Linked DNA regions of Mus musculus: region 1 is linked to region 2. Evidence: chromatin contacts called from public HiChIP or PLAC-seq data. All regions are on one chromosome and are shown on one strand. The core of a region is the stretch at or near the end of the contact, and the rest is flanking DNA. Distances in the headings are between cores, read along the strand shown. Region 1 has its middle 14 kb from the start of 1700023C21Rik. Region 2 overlaps Rgs9 (regulator of G-protein signaling 9).

What was found. HiChIP or PLAC-seq counts read pairs in DNA pulled down with a chosen protein or histone mark.
Region 1: a contact with region 2 is called in an H3K27ac HiChIP or PLAC-seq map of regulatory T cells, with 6 times the contacts expected there. The contact joins two enhancer-like sites. A contact is called at or near these places in 1 of 15 datasets of contacts at CTCF or cohesin (embryonic stem cells), 5 of 484 Hi-C or Micro-C datasets (B cells, embryonic stem cells, epidermal suprabasal cells and 2 more), 2 of 115 datasets of contacts at active chromatin or transcription factors (embryonic basal ganglia and regulatory T cells) and 2 of 9 other capture datasets (embryonic tail and embryonic trunk).

What each region holds. Positions count from the first base shown.
Region 1 is chr11:109,855,990-109,862,998 of GRCm38.p6, forward strand. No RefSeq gene overlaps it. Among named protein-coding and RNA genes, the nearest start is that of 1700023C21Rik, 14 kb to the left of the region's middle. Within about 2 kb of position 4,807, at least 229 of the 459 cell types and tissues checked have an H3K27ac peak or open chromatin away from gene starts, as enhancers often do. A contact at or near this core is called in regulatory T cells, where this site is marked.
Region 2 is chr11:109,266,134-109,272,908 of GRCm38.p6, forward strand. Rgs9 (regulator of G-protein signaling 9) reads right to left here. Exons shown (of 19, transcript NM_011268.2): 8 at 2,790-2,871. Among named protein-coding and RNA genes, the nearest start is that of Rgs9, 29 kb to the right of the region's middle. Within about 2 kb of position 3,803, at least 84 of the 459 cell types and tissues checked have an H3K27ac peak or open chromatin away from gene starts, as enhancers often do. A contact at or near this core is called in regulatory T cells, where this site is marked.

The DNA.
Region 1 (7,009 bases), core at 3,557-6,056, 590 kb after region 2:
TTGGCTTTTCCTATTTTCCCCAAGGCTTCCAGGGTGGCATGTGACACTTCCAGGGTGGCATGACACACTTCAAGTTACAAAGCTGGCTGGGCCTTGGGTAGATAGGAAGGATGATGAGTGTGCTCTTCCAAGGGAATTGGAACTTTTATCACTGTAGAGAAGGGAGTGAGCGACTCAGGGCAATGGTGTTGTCTTGGAGCTGGATGAATTAAACAACTATCCTGGAGTATGTATTAATCAAATTGTTTTCAGAGGCCCAGGGGATCAAAAAGACTCAGAGTAGGGGGCATCTATTGATGCTGATGGTGAACCAGCTGGAAGGGGACCCAAGGTGCCCTGGGATGGAGAGGCCCGTGTGATCTGAAAGGAGGGAAAGGCCCATTGTACTACTGTTTAAAGTACTGTTTAGCTTGCTCCCTGCTCCACAATCTCAGGATTACAAAGGTATCTGAGGGCATGGCACCTGTCAACCCTTAGGATGCTCTACACAAACTCACAATCCAACTAATTCCAACTCTTCCCTGAAAGTTTGCTTAGCATGAGCTTGGTCAACTCCTGGAGTGAGAAGGGTGATCCTGTACATTGAATGTGGCTTAGCTCCCAAGTATTCATGTGCTGGAGGCTTGACCGTCAGTGTGGCAGTATGGAAAGTAGTTGAGTCTTTAATGAATAGCATCTCCTGGAAAATCCATAGGCCCACTTGGGGGCGTGTCTTCAGATTTCCCGCAGGACTCGTAGATCTCAAGAGAGGATGATGCTAAAAGTCTGAGCCTGGATCTTCTCAGCCTCTCTCTGGCTGTTCTATGATGTTGTGGCTTATTCCTACATAAGCACCTGCCATTATCTTTCACTGTGATGTGATGTAGCCAAGAGGGTCTCCTCTAGAGTTGAGCCACGTGCTGTCCCTTTGAACCTTTAGTATTGCAATAAGGGAACATCTTTTAAAAATATAAACAACTACTCTGGGGTATTTTCTTACAGCAATGTAAAACTGACTGATTTGGGTCTACAACCTAACCCATCGCCAAGCAGAGACTGAGGGACTTACAGGGCCTGCCATTCCAAAGGCACTAAGCGCAGAGTATGGCAGAATCTACTCTATTTTTATTTCAGGAAACTTGAAAATTATGTTGACAAAAAAAAAACCAAAACCAACTTGTTTATTTTCTAGAGGTTTGCACAGGGCGTTCTTTCTGCTGTCTGGAACCTTATCTCTGAAAGGGAGACAATTTATGGTGCGGTAGGCAGCAGGCGCTTTCGTTTCTCCCAGGCTGTGACAGTGTCCCGAGGCTCTGACACTGAGCTGAATGCTGCAGCAGCACAGATGTGGGTCAGCGTGAGTCAATGAGTGGGTGGACAGAAGTAAGAATGGTGTAAAAGGGAGAAGCTTGCTTGCTCGTCCGAAATTCAGGAAAGTCGGTGCATCTCTGAGTGCGAGTCAAGACTTGTATCTCTGTGTGTGTGTAAGTGTGTGTATGCATGTGCATATGTGTATGCTATACATGTGTGTACTGTGCGTGTGGATGCATGTGTGTGTATGCTATATATATGTGTGTGTATACATATTTCTATGTATGTGTGCACACAACTGTGTGCATGTATGTGTATACTGTTGTACATATGCCTGCATATATTTGTGTATGTATATATGTGTATACATGTGTGCATATGCATATGTCAGGAGCCATCGAGGATAGGCTAAAGTTAGCAGGTGGACTTCCTGGAGGTACCCCCCCCCCGCCACCCTACTTTTGCATGGTCTGCGATGGGTGAGCTCTATGAGGCAACATCCCAAAGAGACTTCATCACAAGATTACTTCTTGCAGCTGATATGCCTTTCCTGTCATTAAATGAATATAAGAATCCCTGAGCATTAGCCCACCCTATTAATCAGACTTCCTGCAGATCAACATAAAGATGAACTTTCATGAATTAATGCTGTTTAGATGAATTAATGATTCTATAGAATTCCTGCTTTGATTTAAATAATTTTAGGAGGAAAGTTTTAAGTGATGGTTTTAGATGTTTTGCTAGAAATATCTAATAAAGTTAGAATCAAGAATAGAATGTGCCCACTTCTCATATAGTAAGTAAAGGCTGCCTAATAAGAAATACAATGAATAGCCGGGCATGGTGGTACATGCCTTTAATCCCAGCACTCGGGAGGCAGAGGCAGGTGGATTTCTGAGTTAGAGGCTAGCCTGGTCTACAGAGTGAGTTCCAGGACAGCCAGAGCTATACTGAGAAACCCTGTCTCAAAAAAAAAAAAAAAAAAAACAACCAAACAAAAGAATGAGCTCTCATAATCACACTAAAAAGGGAAGTAGACTTGGGACAAATTGGTGTTCAAGGAAAAACATTTAGGTCCAAGGATAAAGCCTATGTGGACCTATGTGTGTACTGTATGAGGCAAGGTCATGGAAAAACTGTTGCTTTGAACTTATAATGATCATACCGAATGAAACACTGCTTTAAACATAATATCAACATCTGTCTGTAACTCCCATTTATGTAACATTTTACCTCTGGGGTAATATTCTAAGGATTTTTTTTTTAAGAACATATACATAGGCCACAGAAAAGAAATAAAGTTGTTGGATGGTTTGGCTTACAGGGCTCTGCCCTATCCATCTATTCATAAACCCACCCAAATGTATATGCCTGTTTGTTTATTATACATATGAAGGTATGTGTATGTATGTAAGCATGCATGAACACTTGTGGAGTTGATGAGACAGATGGTTGGGCCCAACCAGTGTGCATGTGCATGCGTGTATGTGTGTGTGTGTGTAAGAATTTATGTCTAAAAGCTATTAAAAGATAAAAGCAATAAATAAAAGGTGATGTAACCATTTCATCCGATGTGTGTTTTCTGTGTGGCTGACTTCTTATTTCTTTCCTGGTTTACAGAGTTAACCAGCCAAGTCAGTAAGGGGCTCCTGGATGCCTGGCCAGAGAAGGGAGCTCTAGCAATAAATCCTTTACCTAGTCACTAGTCATCTCTGTTAGCAACAAGTATCAATAGGTCCAGAGGCCTGCAGCTTCTGCCCTCAGAGTAACTTAAAATCAAGATAGGTAAATGCTATTATAGAAAGCAACCCTACTCTCTCGCAAGATCAAGTCTTGCCCCTGCCAACACTCTCCAGCACCACACACCTCACTACCTTCAAGAGAGAACCAGAGCTCCAGAGCTGGCCCCCAGAACATATATATGCATGTATATATGTGTGCATATGAGCATATGCATATGCATGTGTGTGTGCATGAATATATATGCCTTTGTGTGTGTATGTGTGTGCCCTTGCACGCCGGTGTTTGACATCAAATGTGTTCCTTTTAACCTTTAATCTTCCCTACCTTTAGAAAACACAATACTTTTATTTCTTTTGTGAGAATCCATCCATGCATACAATGTATTTTGATCACCCTTCACTCCTTCCCCTAACTCTTCCCAAGTTCTTGTTTTTAGCCACTGGTTGCAGTTTGAGCTGCCCACATACTCATGGGTATGGGCAATCCACTGGAACTTAGGCAACCTCTCAGAGGCCACACCCTTAAAGAAAAATGGAGTCTGTCACTCCCAGAAGCCATCTATTGCCCATGCTCCTTAGTAAGTGGTAGGCTTGTGAGTCCCTCCATGCTGCAATGCTGACTGTCGTGGTCCTGTGCAGGTCTTGTACAGGCAACCACAGCTGCTGTGAGTTCACCAGTGCAGTGGTCCTACCGTGTCCGGAACACACATTTGCTCCGGTCCTCCCTGACCTCTGGCTTTGATTCTTCCAAAATATTCCTTTATGACTGATGTAGCAAGATGCCTATGAGTCCACCTTAGTATTTGAAAAAGGGTCTCTAACTGAGCCTGAAAGTCACTGTTCCAACCAAACTGGCTGGTTAGTAAGATCCAGGGATCTTCTCATCTGTACCCCCCCGCACCCCCCCCCCCCGAGAATCATGGGCCATGCCAATTCAATGCCCAGCTTACATGGGTGCTGGAGAATCCGAACTCAGGTGCGCATGAGGAACACCAAGTGCTTCACCCACTAAGCCACGCCTTCAGCCCCAGAAGCCATGGCTTCTAACTCTGGCATTGACCTTACTCCTGTATCTGGTTCTGTTTGTTTCCTCATTAAAAGCAGAAATGTAAAAACCTGAAGGCATTTTAAACCGTTCATACTGAGATCACGTGACTTAGAGAAACCCATGAATTAAGACGTTTTGAGACCTGTGGCTAAGTTCGGGGCTTAAATGACAGGGTAGAGTTCTGACGGCCAGCAGATAAACCAAACGGTTGCACAGAGGCACAGACAGATCCTGTCCCCCAAAGGATTGTGGGCAGCAGACATCCTGGGCGCAGCCTGAGTCATATCCGGTGTGCAAAAACATGCAAGTAAGCAGGCTACAGATCTTGGGTTTGGGCGACCTCAGTCTTTAGAGCAACCTCGATGATCGAGAAAGAAAGAAAACACAGCAAGGCACAGCTGTCTTTTACTGTAGGGAGAATTAGAGAAATGGGATAGTCAAACTTCGACAATGACACCCCCCCCCCCCACGCCCTTTCCTGCTGGCCCAGGGGTTTCCCATTTCCCTGGAGGAATTTGTGGGACTACTTTTAGCTTCTGCAAGGGAGGCGGCGTCTGAACAGGGACTTTTCTAGACCACAAAGACTGTAAACTTGCCTTTACTGGCCCTCAGCAATCTTCTTGGCTTAAATTGTATGCCTCTGCAGCTGCTTATTCATTGCTAGCTTTGAAAACCCCTGCAAACACGGCTCTGGATCCGATCTTTTCTCCAGAGAACCTGGCTCGCTGGGATAGAGCAGGAGCGCCACCGTGTGGCTGTGTGATTACTGCCGATTCTTTTTGGATGAGATAGGATGATGGGACTGGCTCATTTTTGTTACAAGGAAAGCAGGGCATCAGGGCCTAAGTGGGTCTGTGGCATCCCAAGATGATTTTAGTAGGATGTTGGTACATCACTTAGGGATCTCCAGAGAAGCAACTCATGCATATGTGGGTAGTAGCAAGCATGAAACTAGTGGGATGGGCTGGCCGACTGCAATAAGCAAAACTAGGGTTACAGCTCTTATCTATGTATCCTATCCTGTCTGTCCATCTGTCTGTCCTATTTATTGTGGATTTTTACATTTATCTTTATTTTTACATATTCACAGGTGTGTGTGTGTGTGTGTGTGTGTGTGTGTGTGTGTGTGTACAGGTGCCCACGAAGGCCCAGAGCTGGAGTTGCAGGTGGTTTTAAGTCAGCCGACATGGATGCTGGAAATCAAATTCAGGCACACAAGAGAGCAGCATGCTCTCACAACCACTGAGACATCTCTTCAGTCCCTAGGGTTACCGTTTTGAAGCAATACCACTTTGTAAAGAGCACTTCATGTCAAGTGGGTTTTCCCAGCATCAGTTATGAAGCCACTGGAGAACAAGTCACTGGAGTTTTATAGCAGGAGGGATAAGATGTACTAATGATGTAACAGACATTGATATGTCTTTCTTTTTTATTTTTTGCACAAACCCATTAGACTTGAATGAAGGGCTCAGCTCATCAGAGACTTTCCCATGGAACTCACATGTGCATCTTCTTTGGTTTGAAACAGGTGGTCCTATATGCATTACTTCCTTTGCTCTTTGCTGTGGCTAAATACTTGGAGAAACAAAAGCTCCTTTCTTTTATTTTAGGTCACTGTTTCAGAGGGTTCATCCTGGCTTTTAGCCTCACATGCTTGGGTAGAATATTATCCTGGGGGGGGGGGGCTCAGTGGAGGCTGTTCTTTGATTCTTAGCAGACAGGAAACACAGCTAAGGGGATTTTTTTTTTGGGGGGGGGGACTGGCATATGTAATTGTGGCATAAGCCATGAAGCTTGGCAACCAAGTAAGGTTTTTTTTTTTTTTTGAGGATGGCCCACCACTTTGCATGGCTGTGACAGGTGAGCTCTGACAGGCATGGACCCCAGAGACGTCATCCCAGGATTGCTTCTCACCGATGTTATGACTTTCCCATCACTATTACATAGCCCAATGATTCCTGGGCACCAGCCCACCCAATTGGGCAAATTTCCTGCAGATCAACATGAAGATGAACTTTCATAAATTAGTGCTGTTTAGATGAATTAATGACTTTATAGAATTCCTGGTTTGATTCAAATAATTTTAGGAAGAAAGTTTAAGGAGACGGTTTTAGTCGTTTTGCCAGAAAGATGTAATATAGTTAGAATCAAGAATAGAATGTACCCACTCCTCATAGAATAGTAAAGGCTGCATAATTAGGAACACAATGAGCTTTCATAAATTACAGGAAAAAAAAGAGAAACAGGCTTGGGGCAGAATTGTGATCAAGGAAAAACATTCATTCTAGGTCAGGTGCAAGGATGAAGCCACAGGTATGCACCATGATAGAGCAAGGCCATGGGAAACTGTTGCTTTGAACTTATAATGAGCTTATAGAATGTAACACTGCTTTGAACTTACTACGGACATCCTTCTGTAACTCCTTTTTGTGTAACATTTTATCTGTGGGCTAATTTTATAAAGAACTTTTGTCTAAGGAGTTATAAAAAGGCTGAGAGGGAAAAAAATAGTGTGGCTGTTGTGGCTTTGCTCCATTCGCCAAATGTACATATCTGTAAATATGTGTGTGTATGTATGTGTCTGCATGTACACACATATGTAGGTATATGTGCATGTATGTAACTATGCATGTGCATTTGTGAAATTGATGAAACTGATGGTTTTGTGTGTGTGTGTGTGTGTGTGTGTGTGTGTGTGTGCGCGCGCGGGTGGGCATGGCTTACTTTTTATCCTATTTCTTTCTCTCTGGCTCATGAAGGGTTACTGAGCTCCTTGGAGCCTCTCAGGCCAGTCAGAGACGCCCCAGTCAAAGAGTAAAGAGCCCAAGTAACTAAGTTTCTTTTCTTAATCCCTTGCGGCCATCAGCAGGAGTTAATTGCCAGAAGCCATCAGCTTCTTCCCCGCCCCCCCCCCCCACCCCAAAGTAAG
Region 2 (6,775 bases), core at 2,553-5,052:
ATATGCACGCATACATAAATGTGCATACACACATACATACGCACATGCACCTACATACACACACATGCATGGAGACACACACACACACTCATGTGTACACACACATGACAAATGAGCAAGTTAACAGATCATCTGGTAACTGTGACCACGTCACACTCTAACAGGTGGCTGCGGTGGGTCTACAGAGCTCCTGCTCAGCATCCACCGAGCCAAATGCTTGGCTTGCTACGGCTGGCTCTTTTCCCACTGCGTTGAGGTTTGTTTGGGTCTCCTGGAGACAGTCTGGCAGTCTGTGGGCTCCAGGGCTCCCTAAGCTTGTCAGACAGATTGCTCTGTTCCAGGCAGAGATGTTCCTTAGATAGAACACCATCTTCCCTGTGCTGGCCAGTGAGAGATGAAGATTATCCAAGAAGAATCGGTGACAGCAGCCCCCCAATACAGCCCTACCTCATTCCTGATGCTACCTGGGTTTCATGTGTTCTCTGCATTTTAAGACTGCCCCAAGCGTATCAAAGCTTCTCTCTAAACTAGTCCCCGCCCCCTATACTATCAGAGTAGTCAGGCTTGTTCAAACACAAATGTTTGTGTATGGAGCATGGGTGACTCAGGTTACACGCAAACTAAACTACATGAGGACGTCGGGTGACACTGTCACAGGAGACAAAGAAAGCATAGGGACTAAGAGAGAGGGCTGCATAGTTAATTAAGGGTGTGGGTTCAGATGCCCTAGCACATGTGAGATGTGTAGCTGGGCAACTTACAACATCCCAGGGTTCCAGTGGGTTTGTTAATAAAATGGAACAATGCCGCTTTCCAAAGGGTGGATAAAAGGATGGGAACAGGAGGCTTAGCGAGGTGTGAGTTTTCAACCCAGGTCAGGCATGTTGGTGTCAAGGGTGGTGGTGGCAGTGGTGATGATGGTGGTGGTGATGGTGGAGGTAGTGGTGATGCTGATGCTGATGGTGGTGGTGGTGGTGATGGTAATCGTGGTATTAGTAGCCAAAACATGAAAAGTGAAGGTGATAGAGGTGAGCTGGTATCACGTTACTAAAAATGAGAGGAGGAGACAGGGAAAGGTGGCCGTGTAGACTCCGCATCATATGAACTCATCTATCCGGCTGTGAAGAGCCACTTGTTCACTTCTCCCGACAGAAGCTAAGAACGTACACCAGGAAAACTAAGGAGAATTCTGGGTGGTCCGTTACTCATGTCCAGGGCGGGGGAGTGGGGGAGTCCTACGTGGCTCACTGAGCAGCCCGTCTGGCACTCACTCTGTGAGGACGGCAGCCACGTGGACTCCTACCATGGACTCGCTGCTTGCACAGTGGGAAAGCCATTCTCCACTCAGGAAGGATGGAAAATGGCTCACTTTAGAGCCATGAAGTACAGGGGCCAGCTCAGAAGGTAAGTGTGAACCTACCATTTCCTCTCAACCTCGACAAGCTGCATCTAAAACACAGAGAAGTCACAAAACAAGCTCTCTCTCCAAACATCCACTGTGGAGGCCCGGATGCTCTAGGACTCCGGGCTCAGTCTTCCACAGTCAACCCCCAGGAATCTGGGTCGGGAAGCTAAAAATCAGTTTTTTTCTTGAAGACGACCCCTGAAGCTAAGATCAACCAAGCAAGCTACTGAGGAATCAAGCCCAGAACATTCGCTTCAGCAAGACAACATTCAAATCGTGCACCATGGTGGCTACACCTTAAGAACAATCTGTTGGAGACAGACAAAGATGGGCAAGCCAGCCAGACTCTGAAAGGGAGAGTGGCCAGGCTTTAACACCATTCCTGACTCCATTCACTTCCTGTTCTGAGCATGTCTGGTCATTGCGAGGCAAGGTCAATAAAAGAGGAGGAGAAAGAACATTTGTTTTGATAAGAACATTTGATGCTTCACTTTCCGGAGTCTCTGTCAACCTCTCGCACTTTCTATAACCCAAGAGGGAAACTGAGGCAGCTGAGATAACTCTAGTGGAATGCTGGGAAATGAGACTGCCATTTCCTAATACCAAGCTGGGACAGGTTACATCCATTGTGGCCAACCTGTCTCTTGGAGCCAAGTTGGAGCCATTGGAAGTCCCAAAGTTGGGTTGTAGAGATGGCTCATGGGTAAAGAGCACTGCTGATCTTTCAGAAGAGCCAGGCTCCGCTCCCAGCACCATATACAGGTATGATCCAGAAACATCTATAACTCCAGTACCAGAGGATCCGAGACCCTTTTCTGATCTCTGGGGGGCACCAGGCACACACCTGGTGCACATACGTGCATGAGTGCAAACCATTCATACACATAAAATAAATAGAAGTCCAAAAGCCAAAGAAGCAAGGTGCTCCGAGCAATGAGAAGCTTGAGAAGCGTGCTCAGTCCTCCTGTCTTCCTCCCTTCCCAGCTGCTGACCTGGACCAGGGAGGAAAAGACAGAGCTGGAGATGCACAGGACATCTGTGTCTGTCTGTCTGTCTGGAGATGCACAGGACATCATCTCTGCTCTCAGTGTCTTGTTTTTTTTCTCATTCGGGACCTGTGTTCCCAGATCTTCTTATTTCCTTAAACCTCAACAACAAAAATTCCAAACCCTCACAAAAGATGAGTCGATTCCCGTTGCTTGGTACTTAACACTGACAGACAAGCTGTAAGGACCCCACCAAGAAGACACAGCACAAGGCAGCCCACACCAGATAATCCAGTTCAACTCTTGTTGGCGACAAGAAGGTGGGAAGCCAGAGGCAGCTGTGCTGCGGTGAGCACAGAATGGGGAGGAGTCAGGGGAGAAAGGGAAGCCTTACTTACCGGACTTCGGTGCACCAGCCAATACGCCTTCTCCTGGCAGTCCAGCGCGTACCTGTCGGCTTTGTTCCTTTCCTTTCCAGTCCTAAAACAACACAAAAGCTAGGCTCAGGGCGAGCAGTGCTTCACATCTTAAGGTCTAAGATGACCCCCATTCCTGATGACCTGGACCGCTTTCCCCACCTGCTCAAAGAATGTACATAAAAAACACAGCAAGCACTGCCAATAGCACATCACTCTTTTGCTCCGGGTACCGTTCCAACATGCATGGACTCATTCGATCCTAGCAACTTGGTGAGGTCCCTTTGTCTTGGTGGGCTCCTTAACAGTCTGTCACTCACTGTTAAGTACAAAAGATGAAGGAAGAGGAGGAGTGGAAGGCCCTGTATGTGGGGGCGGGGGGGGTGGGCTGCTGCATCCTCTCTGGGAATTGAGAATGTGTTCCACTTCTTCATGGTACTGGGCTGCATGACTTAGGTGCTGTCACCATGACCAGCTCCAGAATCAGATCTGTCACCAAAGTCACTACGAAGCGAGCAGAGATGATCATGTGACCCAGTGGCCTCCCTGACTTCATACTGGTTTCCCTGCTTCAGCAAACAAGATAATCAACATCCCAACAGGCAGATGGGTAACAATCCACACCAGAGCTATGCTGGAGCAACGAGTGTCTCAGGAAGTCCTATTTTTCTCCTGTTTGTCCTTCCCTGTCCCTCCAGTGAGGCGGTGACAAGTCATAGCCTTTTCTCAGTCCTGCTGGGGACTGTAAAAGGTTATCCTGTTTTGTCTAATCATCTCCCCTTTGCCACCGCAGGAGGAAGTGATGCCGGGCCTCCCCCTCCGGAAGGGAAGAAGTACTCATTATCACGCCAAGAGCACCAGTCCCACTTCCAAGGCTAGCTGTGCTCACATTTATTAACGTCTGTTTTCCCAGGCAACGGGCAACACGAGATGACGCAAACACCCTCCTCACACAGAGGTGGTGGATTTACTTCCTCGTTAATGTTCTGTGAAGAGCATAATAGCATCCAGAGAGCCAGATGGGTGAGCAGCGCAGCCATTCCAGGAGGGTGTTCTACCAACCTCCTCTGGAAATTAAATAGAAACATTGTTGCCCCTATTCCCCTTAACAACCTAATGGATTTTCTACCAGCGTAACCAGCCGGAGTCCTCGGGAGGATGGACCACAAGCACCCTGAGGTTTGCGTGGTTTCTATAATACTAGCCAGCCTTGTAAATGGAGCCCATCTTTAATGAGACCAGCTGGCCTGTCTGGACTTGCTCAGCAGCAGCACTGTGCGGAGGTCAGGAGAGCTGTGACAGATCCCAAAGAGCCAGTAAATAAGGAATTCATCGAGTTGCTCATGTGACTTTTTTTTTCACAATTCCATTTGTTTAATCTTCTGCTCATTCATGGATTTATTGATCTCCTACTATGTTCCAATTACTGGGAGTCAAAACATAGCTCCAGCCTTTGAGTGGTTTTTAGTCTAAGCGTTGCAAGAGTACTCAAGTAAATACAGACTTGCCTGTGGTGTTCGTACTGTGAGAAAACATTATGAAAACAGAAGCAAAATCAAAAACGGTCTCTGTAGTGATTCAGAAATGTGTCTCCAGGCCCTTCCTGTGGATGGAGGGGTCTGTTTCCCCTCCCGCTTAGAACCAGGTGGAGTTTTATGCTGACTTCCACCACTAGAGTGTCGGGCATAGCGTGTGTAATTTACGAGGCTGGGCCACAAAAGAATGAGCAAGTCACATAGCCACAAGAGGAGGAAAAAAAGGAAGAGGAAGAACACACACACACACACACACACACACACAGCGGGAGGGGCTCAGCATGACAAAAACTCTCTCTACAGGCAAGCCCACATGGCCCATCTAGTTTTGTGGTAGGATTCCACATCTAAAATCCATGAGTTAAGTCATGGAGTTAAGGGGACACTGGTGTCTCAGAAGAAAGGAGTCTTTTAGGAATTCCCTGTCCCACAGAGCCTCAAGTGAGGAGAGGAATCTCTGAAGAGTCTGGGTACTCAGACTTATCTAGGACTTCTGGAGGAGGAAAGTGGGAGCCACTGAGACAGCTCTGAGCGGCAGCTCCTGGAAGGGTTTTGTCAGGGTGTGGGTGGCTGAGATTGTCCCACTCAGAGCACAGAAGTAGCAGAGGGCATGGAGGGGCTGGGGAAAGAGACAATTCCATCTCCTTGCTCCTGGGCTCAGCTTAGGGCTGGAACCCACTAGAAACACAAAAGTGTTATGCTGAATAGAATTGAGTCATTCTAGCCCAACCAAGTGACCCTGACCAAGTAGTGTTAGCCTCTCCGAGCCTCCATTTCCCAACTAAAAAGATCAGGAGGGACAAGGACTATGACCCCGAGCCTTTCTGCCACACCAAGTTAAAATAAGATGGCACCTGTGAACACCAAAAGAAGCCTTGTAAACAAATGTCAATGGCGTGTTAGAAAGTTCCCTCCACGTTTCTTTGTCTCAAATACGTCAGACAGGAACAGGTTAGTGGCTAAGAAAGCAATGGCAGATCTCTCACCAGTGCCACATGTGAGCATGCCGGTCAATTGTTATTGTCAACTTGTCTGGATCAGAATTACCTAAGAGGCAACTATGTGGCCGTGCCCATGAGGGAGTTTCTAGAGAAGTTTAACTGAGGTGGGAAAACCCCTCTTGAACGTGGGCTGCACCATCACATGGTCTGGACTGAACAGAGACGTCAAGGCAAGCTGAGCACCAGTGCTTCCTGAGGGCGGCTGCAGGGGGACAGGCTGCCTCACGCTCCTGCCGTCATGATTTCCCTGCCGTGATGGACTGTGACCACAAAGTGTGGGCCAAAATAAACCCTTCACTCCTGCATACTATGACCTCACATTGGTTCCTAGGCTTGCCACCCTAGGTCCTGAAGTAAGAGAAGGCATGTCTAAGCTGCAGATAGCCTACAGTAGACATAAGACGAGCAAGAAATGAACCTTGTGGGCTGGAGAGATGGCTCAGCAGTTAAGAGCACTGACTGCCCTTCCAGAGGTCCTGAGTTCAAATCCCAGCAACTACATGGTGGCTCACAATCTACAGTGTACTTACATATAATAAATAAATCTTTGAGAGGGAGAGAGAGAGAGAGAGAGAGAGAGAGAGAGAGAGAGAGAGAGAGAGAGAGAGAGAGAAAGGGAAGGGGAAGGGAAGGGGAAGAAGGGGAAAGGGAGGAGGGGGAGAGGAAGGGGGAGGGGAAGAAGGGGAAGGGGAAGAAGGGGAAGAAGGGGAAAGGGAGGAGGGGGAGAGGAAGGGGGAGGGGAAGAAGGGGAAGGGGAAGGGGAAGAAGGGGAAGAAGAAGGGGAAGAAGGGGAAGAAGAAGGGGAAGAAGGGGAAGGGGAAGAAGGGGAAGAAGGGGAAGAAGGGGAAGGGGAAGAAGGGGAAGAAGGGGAAGAAGGGGAAGGGGAAGAAGGGGAAGAAGGGGAAGGGGAAGAAGGGGAAGGGGAAGAAGGGGAAGGGGAAGAAGGGGAAGGGGAAGAAGGGGAAGGGGAAGGGGAAAGGAAGAAAAAAGAAGTGAACCTTGTAGAATCTGTGAGTTGTTCAGTCTACATTTCACATTCTGCTCCAGCCACACAAGATGCCCACACAGGACACTCTACTGTCTCCTTAGTTCTACATGCCTGGAACATCCTCCCTTTCTTCCTCCTCACCCTTCCTCTCCACCCACCACCAACATCCTCCATAGCTTAGAGATTCTATTTCCACAGCTCCCTCTACAAACCCCTGCTCATCTCATGACCCTTATGTCACAGTACTGTGTGTGGCCTGTTCCTTCATCTGCCTGACCTGAGGGGCTGATGTTCCCTAGCCCCAGCCTGGTGTTTATCACACAGATGCTCATTCTAAGTTGGTTGTAATCAAAGGAAACGGGGGGGGGGGGGGGAATGGGATGCCCTGTCCGTTGGTGAAGTGTTCGCCTCCCAAGCATGAGGCTCTGAGTCTGATCTTCCAGT